3 separate regions of the Mus musculus genome follow, and all the other regions are linked to region 2. A link is a contact called in public promoter capture Hi-C data. All regions are on one chromosome and are shown on one strand. The core of a region is the stretch at or near the end of the contact, and the rest is flanking DNA. Distances in the headings are between cores, read along the strand shown. Region 1 holds the start of Cfap45 (cilia and flagella associated protein 45). Region 2 holds the start of Adss (adenylosuccinate synthetase, non muscle). Region 3 holds the start of Nuf2 (NUF2, NDC80 kinetochore complex component).

What was found. Promoter capture Hi-C pulls out the DNA fragments that hold promoters and counts their contacts.
Region 1: a promoter capture Hi-C map of pre-B cells shows a contact between it and region 2. The contact joins the promoter of Cfap45 here to the promoter of Adss in region 2. A contact is called at or near these places in 1 of 39 promoter capture datasets (pre-B cells) and 1 of 484 Hi-C or Micro-C datasets (B cells).
Region 3: a promoter capture Hi-C map of pre-B cells shows a contact between it and region 2, with 6 times the contacts expected there. The contact joins the promoter of Nuf2 here to the promoter of Adss in region 2. A contact is called at or near these places in 1 of 39 promoter capture datasets (pre-B cells) and 3 of 484 Hi-C or Micro-C datasets (CD4 T cells and CD8 T cells).

What each region holds. Positions count from the first base shown.
Region 1 is chr1:172,519,172-172,522,971 of GRCm38.p6, forward strand. Cfap45 (cilia and flagella associated protein 45) reads left to right here and starts at 1,959. Exons shown (of 12, transcript NM_027972.1): 1 at 1,959-2,010. The coding sequence starts at 2,008.
Region 2 is chr1:177,794,397-177,797,767 of GRCm38.p6, forward strand. It overlaps Adss (adenylosuccinate synthetase, non muscle), which reads right to left and starts at 2,113. Exons shown (of 13, transcript NM_007422.3): 1 at 1,816-2,113. The coding sequence starts at 1,998.
Region 3 is chr1:169,529,268-169,533,197 of GRCm38.p6, forward strand. Nuf2 (NUF2, NDC80 kinetochore complex component) reads right to left here and starts at 2,197. Exons shown (of 15, transcript NM_001355159.1): 1 at 2,055-2,197. It overlaps Gm34624 (a long non-coding RNA gene), which reads left to right and starts at 2,310. Exons shown (of 3, transcript XR_373698.2): 1 at 2,310-2,830.

The DNA of each region.
Region 1 (3,800 bases), core at 709-3,208, 5.3 Mb before region 2:
CTTACACACTGAAGCAAGATCTCTCACCTGAACCCAGAGCTTGCTGATTCCATTAATCTAGGAAGCCAGACTGCTCTGGGACCTTGACCTTGACTCTGTTTCTAGGGAATCACTGGAGGGACTGTCATATCTGCCCCACCCATCAGGCATTTATGTGGGCTTGTGGGTTCCGAACTCTGGTCTTCTGGCTTGCGTGGACAGTATTTTATCCAATGAATCATCTCCCCACGTCCACTTACAGCTTTACAGCACCAGCAGTTAGGGGAATACTTTTTCACAGACTGGCTTCTGGCTTTGTTCATTCCCAACCGCATTTTCCCTCCATTTCCAGATCCGTTAGGCAGCAGATACCACAGCCCAACTATATGGAGAAAATGGCTGATAGGTTGCCGCCTGGATGTCCGATGAGTTGATTTAGTCGCCTGGTGTAAGGAGAGTTTCAGGAAGTTTTCCTAGCCTGGAAGAGTCATAACTGTATGTGCGAGTGCGCGAGTGATGGAAACCACACCAGCATGTATCACTAAATCCAGAATAAATGTTTCTTTAAATCAACTTACATTGCACAAATACATGACTAAGCAGACATATTGCTCAGGGCTTTGCTATGAGCCTCACAGTGGCTCACACCAAACAGCAGCCTGGAACGAGGCACTCCTAACTGGGAGATACCTTCAGGCAGAACACTGGGGATCGATTTCCTGATGGCTCACTTGTCACCCTCCTCTCCCTGCCTTTAACTGTTCCTGCGGTGTGGCAGGAAGAACACATCCTTTGTTTTGCAGTGCCCTCTTTTTGGCCTTACTTTGCTGTTTGGTGTGGGGGCTAATAACTGCCTAAGAGAGGTGTGGCTAGTAATTGGATTCCCAAGGAGATAAGAGTTGAGGAATCCTGGAAATGAGCTGCACAGCTTTTTGGATTAAGCAGCAGCGATGGCAGCAGAATAATCGGTGGTGGTGGCGGTGGTGGCGGTGGTGGCAGAAGATTGTCTCCCTTCCTCTACTACCTACTACTAGGGTTTGTCAACAGTTTTCCACACTTAGGTTGGAGTAAGGTTCTCTAAGACAAGTTTGGAGGGAGACTTGGGGGTCTGGAGAGACCAAGAGCTCAGAAAATAAACATCTGAGAAAGAAAAGCAATCCCTGGTTGGTAGGAGGTTTTGTGGGGTGTGGGATGTGCAGGATTCAAGGACTGCTCAGCCCTGTCCTGTAGATCTTACTAAGGTACAAGGGACCAAGGTGAAACTGTGAAAAATCTTAAATCCTGAAATTATTCCCAGGAGACGTGTTAAAAGCCAGGTTCCCCTAACTTCCTGCCATGGATTTTGACTTTGTTTAGGGTAGGACTTACATTTTGAGTTTGTTTATTTATTTAGTGAAATACATTGCTAAGCTGCCCAGGTTGGTTTTGAACTTCCTGTCTTAGACTCCTTGTATTTTCAGTTAAGTCCCTCAGATCTAAGCTTGTGAGACCGCATACGCATCTTCAGGGCTAGAAGTGTTCTTTGGTCTAGTCAGACTCCTTCCTACTGTGGAATGTGTTTGGTTTAATGCTGCTTGCCTCTCAGCAGCCTGAACTCTCATCAGGTTTGGTTTGAATCCTCCCGGAACCCGGTAGCGGTAACCATGGTAACCTAGGGTGGAAGGGTCTGTGAGGGTAAAACCAGGATCCTCGGCTTAGCTCTTGGGGTCTTGATAGTTGAGCCCTCCGGGACCCATGGAAAGTAGACCCTTTAAAGTCTGAACCTGGCTTGAACTGGGTTAAAAGCCAAAGTGGACATGATGGGCGTATCCAAAGGGCGCAACCTTCAAGAGCCTGGTTCCAGCTACTCTAGGGCGGGAAAAGGTTGAGGGAGGGGTTCCTGCTTCTAAACTACCTCGTGACTGCTCCAGGAATTGGGCGGGGCGAGGGCGGGTCTAAATCGCTGAGTGCTAGTTCTTGGGTTGCTATGGTAACGCGTCAGCTCCGGCGGAGCCGGTGGAGGTGCCTGCAGCTGAAGCGGCCGCAACGATGGTGAGGGTCTGGGTAGCTGTAGTTCTTGAGTCCTGAAGTGGTTTGGGGCTCTGAGAGGGAAAGGTGGAGCTTTCTCTAAGAGTCTGGGGAAGACAGGAAGTTCTGGGAGTGAGGACGGGACGACGGCTGGAAAGGAAGTCTCAAAAGACTGGTAGGGTTGAATGGGGGATGTGCTGCACCTTCTCCCCCATCCTCTTGAGCTGAGTCCTCTTGGGCTGTGACGTGAGATGTTGAGAAGAGCACCCGTTAGAAGACCATAACCAGCAGGGTGATCATGGGAAAGGCACCTAATGTTTCAGAAGAGCCTCTGTTCTCACTGCGTGGGAATGATTTGGGCACATCATAAGCATTAGTGAATGAATGAATGAATGAATGAATGAATGAATGAATGAATGAATGAGGCAGGGAATTCCTGGGGGAATGATTGGGATAAGTCTGCCAGTCCTGATATTCTTTGGATGGCGGCGGATGGTCATGGTCATAGACTGTGAAGACCAGCAGGGCCTCGCAGGAGCCTGTGTTGGCTCTGAAGTGTTAGGGGAGTCTGCGGACAGGTGTCGGGGCGTGTGGTTACTGGAACTTACTTGAAATGGCTGGCCACTTGGGTGGCTGAGGTGGATATCTGGGTTGTCTTGGTAGGCCTCCTTTAGTCTCAGTGTCTGTCTTGCTCTTACGGGATTTAGTGGGTTTCAGAAGAAGCTGGGTTCCGAACTTCTGAGGACTCCCTGGCGTGCAGGGATGGGGGTCCCTTTTGGCTGTACATTTTACTTAACTGTCTTCCCTCAGCACAGCAGTGTGTGTGTGTGTGTGTGTGTGTGTGTGTGTGTGTGTGTGAGAGAGAGAGAGAGAGAGAGAGATATGACCTGACACTATGCCTGGTACCAAAGGACAAGTGTTAGAGGTAAGTTCTTCTGTCCTGTGTTAAAGGTGCCTTTTTCCCTAGCATTCAAGGGAATGCTAATCTCTCCCAAGCCCAGAGATTCCCACCCAGAGACCACTCAGGACAAGAGTTTGCCAAACTTACTGACCCTAACTTACTGGAATTTTCCTTTGGATAGGAATGGGCATACAGACATGTCAGGGGGCAGTGGGTTTGAGTAATCACCAGCAAGCCAGGAGTGTGTGTATAGTGCTAATCACAGCTTTTTGTTTGAGAGCATGGAGGGATGAGAGGTGGTGGCAGCAGGGAGGCTCATAGACAAGCTTCCAGAACTCCCCCAAAGAAAAGGATCAATAGATCCTATGGAGGGAGAGGCTGGAGGCTCATCTTCAACCCTGGTGTCAAGTTACCGGGATATGTCACAGGTGGGCAGCCTGGTCCATTTAAAGAAAGAGGACAACCAGGTGGATCACTCATAGCGAGAGGCAAGAGACCTGATGTGAGGGAATCCCTCCTTTCCCATAGCCAAGTCTGTGGAGTGGGAAGTACTCCCAGGCCAAGAATCTGAAGCCGGACTTTGTCAGCCTGTGTTGACTCTGTGTGCGAAAGAGGAACTGGATCTGAGTGGGAAGGAACGTCTAAGAATGAGCAGCCTTTGTCTTTGTTCCCTTGACAGGTGGTGGTGTACTTACGTCAGGGAAACTCCACACCGACCTATTCCAGTCCCGGCTTGCCTTGTCTTGCTTGAGTTTAAGCCAAATCCCCTAGATCCTGTCATATACAGATACTTTGTTCTCAACTAGAAATAGTTATGTATATAAATACTGTGTTTCTTGGTCATAAAATAGTTACCTATCATTGCAGAAAACTATTCAATATAAGAAACATGATAGTTACACTCACCCAAAAT
Region 2 (3,371 bases), core at 863-3,362:
ATCACAAAAGAGAAATGCTACAGGGTCAATGGTGCCATTAAGAACTTGGGAGGCAGTTCCAGGCCACCCAGGACTACAGCTTGAGTTCCAGGACAATACAGTGAAACCCTGTCTCAAAAAAAGAAAAGGAAGGAAGGAAGATAGATGCTTAAAGTCTATTCTTTACCTTCTTACAGCTAATGAGATTAGTAAAAATTCTAAAGCACACAAGAACAAAATGTAAGGACTATGTAAGTAGTAAGGAGTTTATAAGAGTGAGAAGTCTGACCATTTACTTCTCGGCTGGCCTCCTCCTCAATCTTTCCTCTGGGGATTCCAGAGTCATCAGATCAGACTGATACATGACCTCCCTCAAGAACACTTTCTTGGTAACATAGTAACACCGACAGTCTACAAACTGATTCTATAACTTTTTAAAGGTCTATTATTTTGAAACCCTTTTAGAGAAGTGCCACAACGGCTTTGTACAACCACACACTACTCCTCGACGCAGCTGGACCTGTGCACATTTTCAAGTAAAAAAGCAAGCAGTCCTCAAGTCCATCCTTCTGCCCCGCAAGAGTTTAGGCGCTTTGCTAAATCTTCAGCCCAGCTACCAGATCTGATTTTAAAAGTGAAAGGTGAAGGCTGGGCTTTGGATCACCTCCTAGGCGAGTCAGATTCCAGGCCAACACCTGTGAGAGCACCATTAAATATGCATGTTGCCAGACAAGCTGCTGGAAGAGAAAGAACCTGTGAAAGAACCCTGTGAATTGAAGAATGGTGGTAAAGCGGCAGTTGGAGCAATAGGGCTCCACACACAGTAAAAAGATGACCCAAGTCAAAGCACCTGGCCTTTTACAGGCCGGTTTCTTCATACGTTTCAATTTTAGGTAAAAAAGCTTTCCACGATTAGCCTAGACCACAAGGCACCCCCACACAAAACCATGTACCTTCAGGGAGAAAAAAATTCTTACAATCTAAATACGCCACCATTAACTTCCAACACTGCACCTTGTTTTGAATGTGGGAACTGCTCATTTATTTTGAATTCTGAAACGGGGATGATAGTTTTCTGAGAGCCTTTTTCAAAGGCCTACCCTCTAGGCTGCTTCAAAGCAAATGACTAATAAGAAAAAAAAAAAAAAAAAAAAAAAAAACTAACACTAAAACCCACGTGTCTCCGGGTAGGAAACACTGGATTTCCTGAAAGTCAACTTTTTATATTACCGAAGCATTGTAAACATTTCTAAATTATCCGACTTGAAATCTCCGTATTTAGTTGCCTCACACTCACTTTTCAACTTACTGGGGATTCCTTAAGGACCGGTGAGTAATAAAAACAGATCTCCCCTTAATAGTAGTCTATGAAATACGAGTTAAAAACAAAAAACAAACAAAAGCACCGGAGGGCCCCAAACAGTCTCATCGCCCCGTAGCGGATTCTGCTATCAACAAAGTGGACCGATGGAGGCGAGGTTCTGCGTGCCTAAGCCTGTAGGTAATGCAGTGCTGAATCTCGATTTCAGGGAAATTGGGGAAAAGGACCCTTCCTAGTCCGCGCCGGCGGGTGGGCCTGGCCGGGTCTAGCCAGAGTCCCGAGCAGGCCTCGGGCGGAAGCTCCCTCAACTCTGCCCGCGGCGCACCGCCAGCCCAGTCCCCAGACCCCGAAATGCAGCTCCAACATCGCGCATCTTCCAGGTTCCTCCAGAGTCACCCGGAGCGTCACCGGAGACTCCAGGGCAGGGGTTCCCCGCAGCTCCCAGCCCGAGGGACGCACCTCAAGGTGACACCTCACCGCGCCGGCCGTCCCAGAAAGGGCCCGGCTTCCCTCACCTGGCAGCGGCACACGATGTCGGCGTCCTGCGCCAGTAGATCCACCACCTTCCCTTTGCCCTCGTCGCCCCACTGCGCTCCCAGCACCACAGTCACCCGGTTCCCTCCGGACCGCGCCCTGGGGCGGCCACAGTCGCCGTTGGGCAGGGAGGTGGCCGCCGGGCTGCTCTCGGAGATCGACATGGCTCCCGGCAGGGCAGAAGAGCCTTAAGGAGACGGGGCAGGAGAACGGAACGTGAACCCAACTGCTGCGCCGCCACCAGCCACATGCGGAGGAAGAAGGAGCCAGAGGCCGGCCCCGCCCCCGCCCCGAGGGCCGCCACCCTCTCTCCAGGCCCCGCCCCGCGCTCCGCCGCCCGCCCGCTCAGGGCGGGACCACACTTGGCGCAGGCCGAAGCCTCTGCGCGGCCCGCAGGCGCCACGGCCTCAACTGCCGCCACCCCAGGGCGGAGGCCACACCCCATCCCCGGCTTGGCGCGCTGCTCCGGGGAGAACCGCGCGAGAGCGGAGGCCAGGGGGCGGGGCTAACGGAGAGTTCCGCCCTCTGTGCCCGCCCACCAGCCTCTGGCCTTTCAAACTCGCGGTAGGGAAGGGGGTGAAAGAGTGTGGAACTACAATTCCCAGCATGCAATGCTCTGTGAGATGGCCAAGGCATGGCACCACAGTGTCAGGGTTGGCTGGTTTCGGTCTCTAAAAGCCAATTTGGTTTTCTGTGTCTAAACACTTGGGTATCTTAAAGAATGAAATACCCTTACAAAATGTAAACTGGGATTTAAAAATATGTGGAGGCTGGAGTGGAGCCGAATAAATTTAGAACTGAAAAGGGACTAAAAGTGCAAACTAAAAGCAGTAAAAATGAAATCTAGAGATAGCATCCTAACTCTTCCCATTTTTACAGTATCTGGGGCACAAAGATGAGTCAATTGCCTATGTCATATCCGAATGTACCTGGGTTATTTGATCCCCACAACCTTAAAGTTTACAATATTTTGTAAAATACGTTCGTTCTACAAAACAATTTCTCTTCTCCCATTTTTTCTCTGTTGAAGTGTTGGAGATCAAATTCAGAACCTTGTAATTTGATGCGAATACTGTACCACTGAGTTATTCGCCCCCCAGACCTTCGAACTCTTAAATAGCTTATCAGTTCCTCTCATGGGCGTTAAAATGGTACTTTGGACAGTTTGCAGATTGAGTAAGCCTAGGTGCTTCTCAGTGTTTTAATTGTAACTGATTACAGAGTGTGCCTATTGTCTATCTAATGTGGGTTTATCTATGTATTTATTTACTTATTTATATTATTTGTGTGTGAGAGGTCACATACCATGTTGTGTGTCTGTCTGTCTGTCTGAAGGCCAGCAGAGGGCCTCAGATCCCTGGGAGTCAGAGCAACAGGTGGTCGTGAGACATCTGAAAATACAGCTGTTCTCAACCTATGAGTTGAGACCCCCTTAGGGAGTCAATCAACCCTTTCACAGGGACTGCATATCAGATGTCATATCTGTTAGGTATTTACATTATGATTCACAACAATAGCAAAATTACAGTTATAAAAT
Region 3 (3,930 bases), core at 947-3,446, 8.3 Mb before region 2:
CACTAATCTCTTTCTGCGCTCGAGTAGCAAGTCCTCCTTTGGGTTCAGGCACATATCAGATTCTGGGCTTTTCTGTTCCGTATCCTGAGGTCAGTTTATTTCTTCAATTGAAACCATCAAGCTTTCAGAGGCAAAAAAATTGAATTAAGCATTCAATATTTTTCATCTGCATCTCAGTTTTTGAAATTGTTTATAAGAACATAAGGGGTTACTTGAGAAAAAAAACAAGCCACACCTAGATTAGAGATAGATTAATAACAGAAAACGTGGGTATAAAATCATAATCACACACCCCTCTCTGCTGATGTGATATACACTACTGTCAGGGTAATTCTTATAAACCATCAAACCCTTACAAACGTACAAAGGGCTTACCTACCACACAAATCCCAGCCTTTCCCACTGAAGTTGCCAAAGCCTTTAATAATCTCATGCTCTTTCTGGTCCAAGTTAATGCCTTCCAAGTCTTCTCCTAAGTGTCCAATGTTGTGTTACACCTGCCTGAGAATTTCTGAGGATCAATTTCCCAACGTAAAGCTACCCAGAGGCTCACAACTGCACTTAGAAGTAATAATGCTCTCTTCTCAGAAGCAAATTGTGTTCATTTTAATAGTGCAATTTCAGTTCCAACTCCTGTGTGTGTGTGTGTGTGTGTGTGTGTTGCGTATACAGAGAAAGAGGCCATCTAACTATAAAGATACTATATACTTTATATACAGTAAAACAGCTCTCTGACATTTTAGTTCAAATAGGACAATTACCTCTAGGAGCTCCCATTTCTCCGTTATATGTAACACTTCAGTGCTAAGCACAACATAACTTACATTATATACAACTGGCTTTGCAATGCAAACTTAAGCAAGCAACTCCCAATTCTGAGGAACTAGATAAAGCATTCCTGGAAAATACGGGGAAGGCTTTGTGTTACACCCACGTAGATCCAGGTACATTCAGCTCCCTGACTTTTGGATTATGATATTTTCGCCTTTTGATAAATGGTTCTTGGTTTAATCCAGAGATGGTGGCGCAATGGAGATACATAAAAAATTGGCAAGCATTCAAACAAGTCACACTGACGCCATTCTTGTGGCTCATGCCCGTAAAGTCAGCACTTGAGAGATGGGAGGTGAGAGACTCCCAGGACTCATAGGAAGGGACCTTTGATGAAATGCCCGGCAGTAGGGAGAGGGAACTTATAGAGCCCACCTCCAGCAGAAAGACAGGACATCAAGTGAGGGATGGGGTTGCCATCCCACTGTCACACCTCTGACCCATAATTGTTTCTCTCTGAAAGAATTCCAGGGATGGAAATGGAGAGGAGCCTGTGAAAAAGAAGGTCCAGTGACAGGCCCAAAGTGGGATCCAGCTCAAGGGGCAGTCCCAAGGCCTGACACTACTACTGAGGCTATGAAGCGCTCACAAAAAGGGATCTAACATGACTGCCCTCCGAAAGACCCAACAAGCAGCTGAAAGAGTCAGATGCAGATATTTGCACCCAACCAATGGACAGAAGCAGCTGATCCCTGTTGTTGAATTAGGGATGGCTGAAAGAAGCTGAGGAGGACGATCCTGTAAGGGGACTAGCAATCTCAATTAATCTGGATCCCTGAGATCTCTCAAACACTGGACCACCAAACAGACAGCATACACCAGCAGATATGAGGCCCCCAACACACATAGAGGACTGCCGGGTCTGTGTTCATTCAGAGATGATACACCTAACCCTCAAGAGAGTGGAGGCCCCAGGGAGTTTAGAGATCAGGTGGGGTGGGGGCATCCATGTGGAGACAGGGTGGGGAGGGGAGGAGTTTGGGATGTGGATCAGTCGGAGGGTGGATGGGGAGGGGCGGGGAATGGAATATGAAGTGTAAAAAAATTGAATTACAAATAAAGTTAAATAAATAAATAAAAAAAGGCTAGTCTCAGGAATATAGGGGTTCGAGACCAACCTGGGATAGATGAGCCTGTCAAATCAACACACAAGTTAGTAAACCCAGATGCCCCGATCCTTGGCCTTGCACCCGGCCCTCCAACGCTCACCCGCTCAAACTCACCTGGAGGCCTAGCAGCTCACGGAAAAACAGTTAAAAACCGAGCGTCCAACCGAAAGCCGCTGACCGTTGTCATTTTTCAAACCGGCCGCCTTTTTTTGTGAGGCCGGCCCCTTTCCGCACAGCGCGCTTCCTTCGCGACGGATGCCGAGAAGGCTCAGAAGACCCACGGTGGGTGGGACTTGACGAGTTGCGCAGCGAGCCAGGCTCCAGATCAGCGGAATCATTCTTCAGGGTTATAGTTTCTAGCCGGAACCGCGATTCCGCCAGACCAGGAAGCGCAGCAGTTAGGGGGAGGAGTTCCGGGATGTGTTTACCGGGTTGTCCCAGACTGGAACTTTGCCTTCAGCGTACCTGATAGCGAGCAGGCAGACAGACGGTTTCTAGCCCCTTCTCTTAGGCTCAGAGAGTAACAGGCAATAGAGGATGTGTTGTTCCCAAATTAATCAAAGGCATTATAGAGAATCCAGGAGTAGTAGTAACAGTCTTACTGTTTGATAAGCATTGATGGGGTCAAATTTTGACCTCACTGGATATTTGTACACATCATTTCTCCTTAGGTCCATGAAAGCTTGAGGGCGGGGCAGCGAATGGATGGATAGACATTGTTAAGGACGTCCAATTTAAATCTTTAATTTACTCACTTTGAGGACTCAATATAGGATAATAAATCTAGAAGCATAAACGTACTGGAATATGATTCTACACTTGCCAAACATGAGCAAAACCACTAGTTCATCTCATCGGTGAGCCATTTCTGTGGCTTACTGACATTACAGGTAACAAAGAATATACAGAACTCTCTATTCACGGGTGTTTTAATATCCTTTGAGTACCTTTACTACTTGATTTTTTTAATAAATAGGTAAGATTTTAATTGTTATATTCTTGAGCCAATATTATAGAACATAGTTTCATATAAGTAGATGGAACATGGCTACACTGAAAATACAGTACAATTTAACATGGAGAATTCTGGCAACGTAGCTTTATATCCGGTTTATTCACTGGGCGGCGCTGCTGCATTGATTTTAACATTACTGAGAATTTCATTCCATTTCTTTCCAGTAATCAAAACTACAGAGATAAACATCGGACACAATGTTCTGGATTAAAAATTTTTTTTTTCTAAATTTATGGGCTTTAAAGTACATGTTTACAGTCCTGGCTTAAGAAGAAAAATAGCATTGAATTCAAGTAGTTGTCTGCATTTTATTTCTCTCTAATCATTCTTGTTAATCTGTTTGCCTCTTCAGTCACGTTCATCTTTAGGAAAGATTTTGGAAATTGAGCTATACATTTGAAATACTTTATGCAGTACTAGTCTGAAACTGTAAAATACCTAACATTCGCTGTTTGTGGTGAACTCTAAATAAATACAAGGAACCACAGACCTGGCATTGTGCTTTAACCCCTTAAAATACTTTCCTCAACGTGTACATGAAGTTATATTATTTTAATGTAGTTTATATAAACACCATTCTGAATCATCAGTCAAACATATTTAATATCATGAAAATACTTGCTCAGTGTTTTTATTAATTCAAATTTTATGTTCTAGTAAATTTCCAGTGTTGACTTTATGAGAGCCCGTGGTGTTAACAGTATTTCAAGGGAGCTGACAAGGATTTCTCAGAAAAATTTTAAAAGTAATGTACTCTTCAAACCATGGTTGTGCTTGCCTCTAATGTCAGTACTCCACAGGGAGAGGCAGGCAGATCTCTACGAGTTTGAGGCCAAGCCTGGTCTAGATAGTATTAGCCTGATCTTCATGGTGAGTTCCAAACCAGCCAGAGTTATATATAAGGAGACTCTGGAAACAAAAAAAGAATAAAACTTAATATATTCTATTTTTTGATAGAAAAGATATATAACTTCA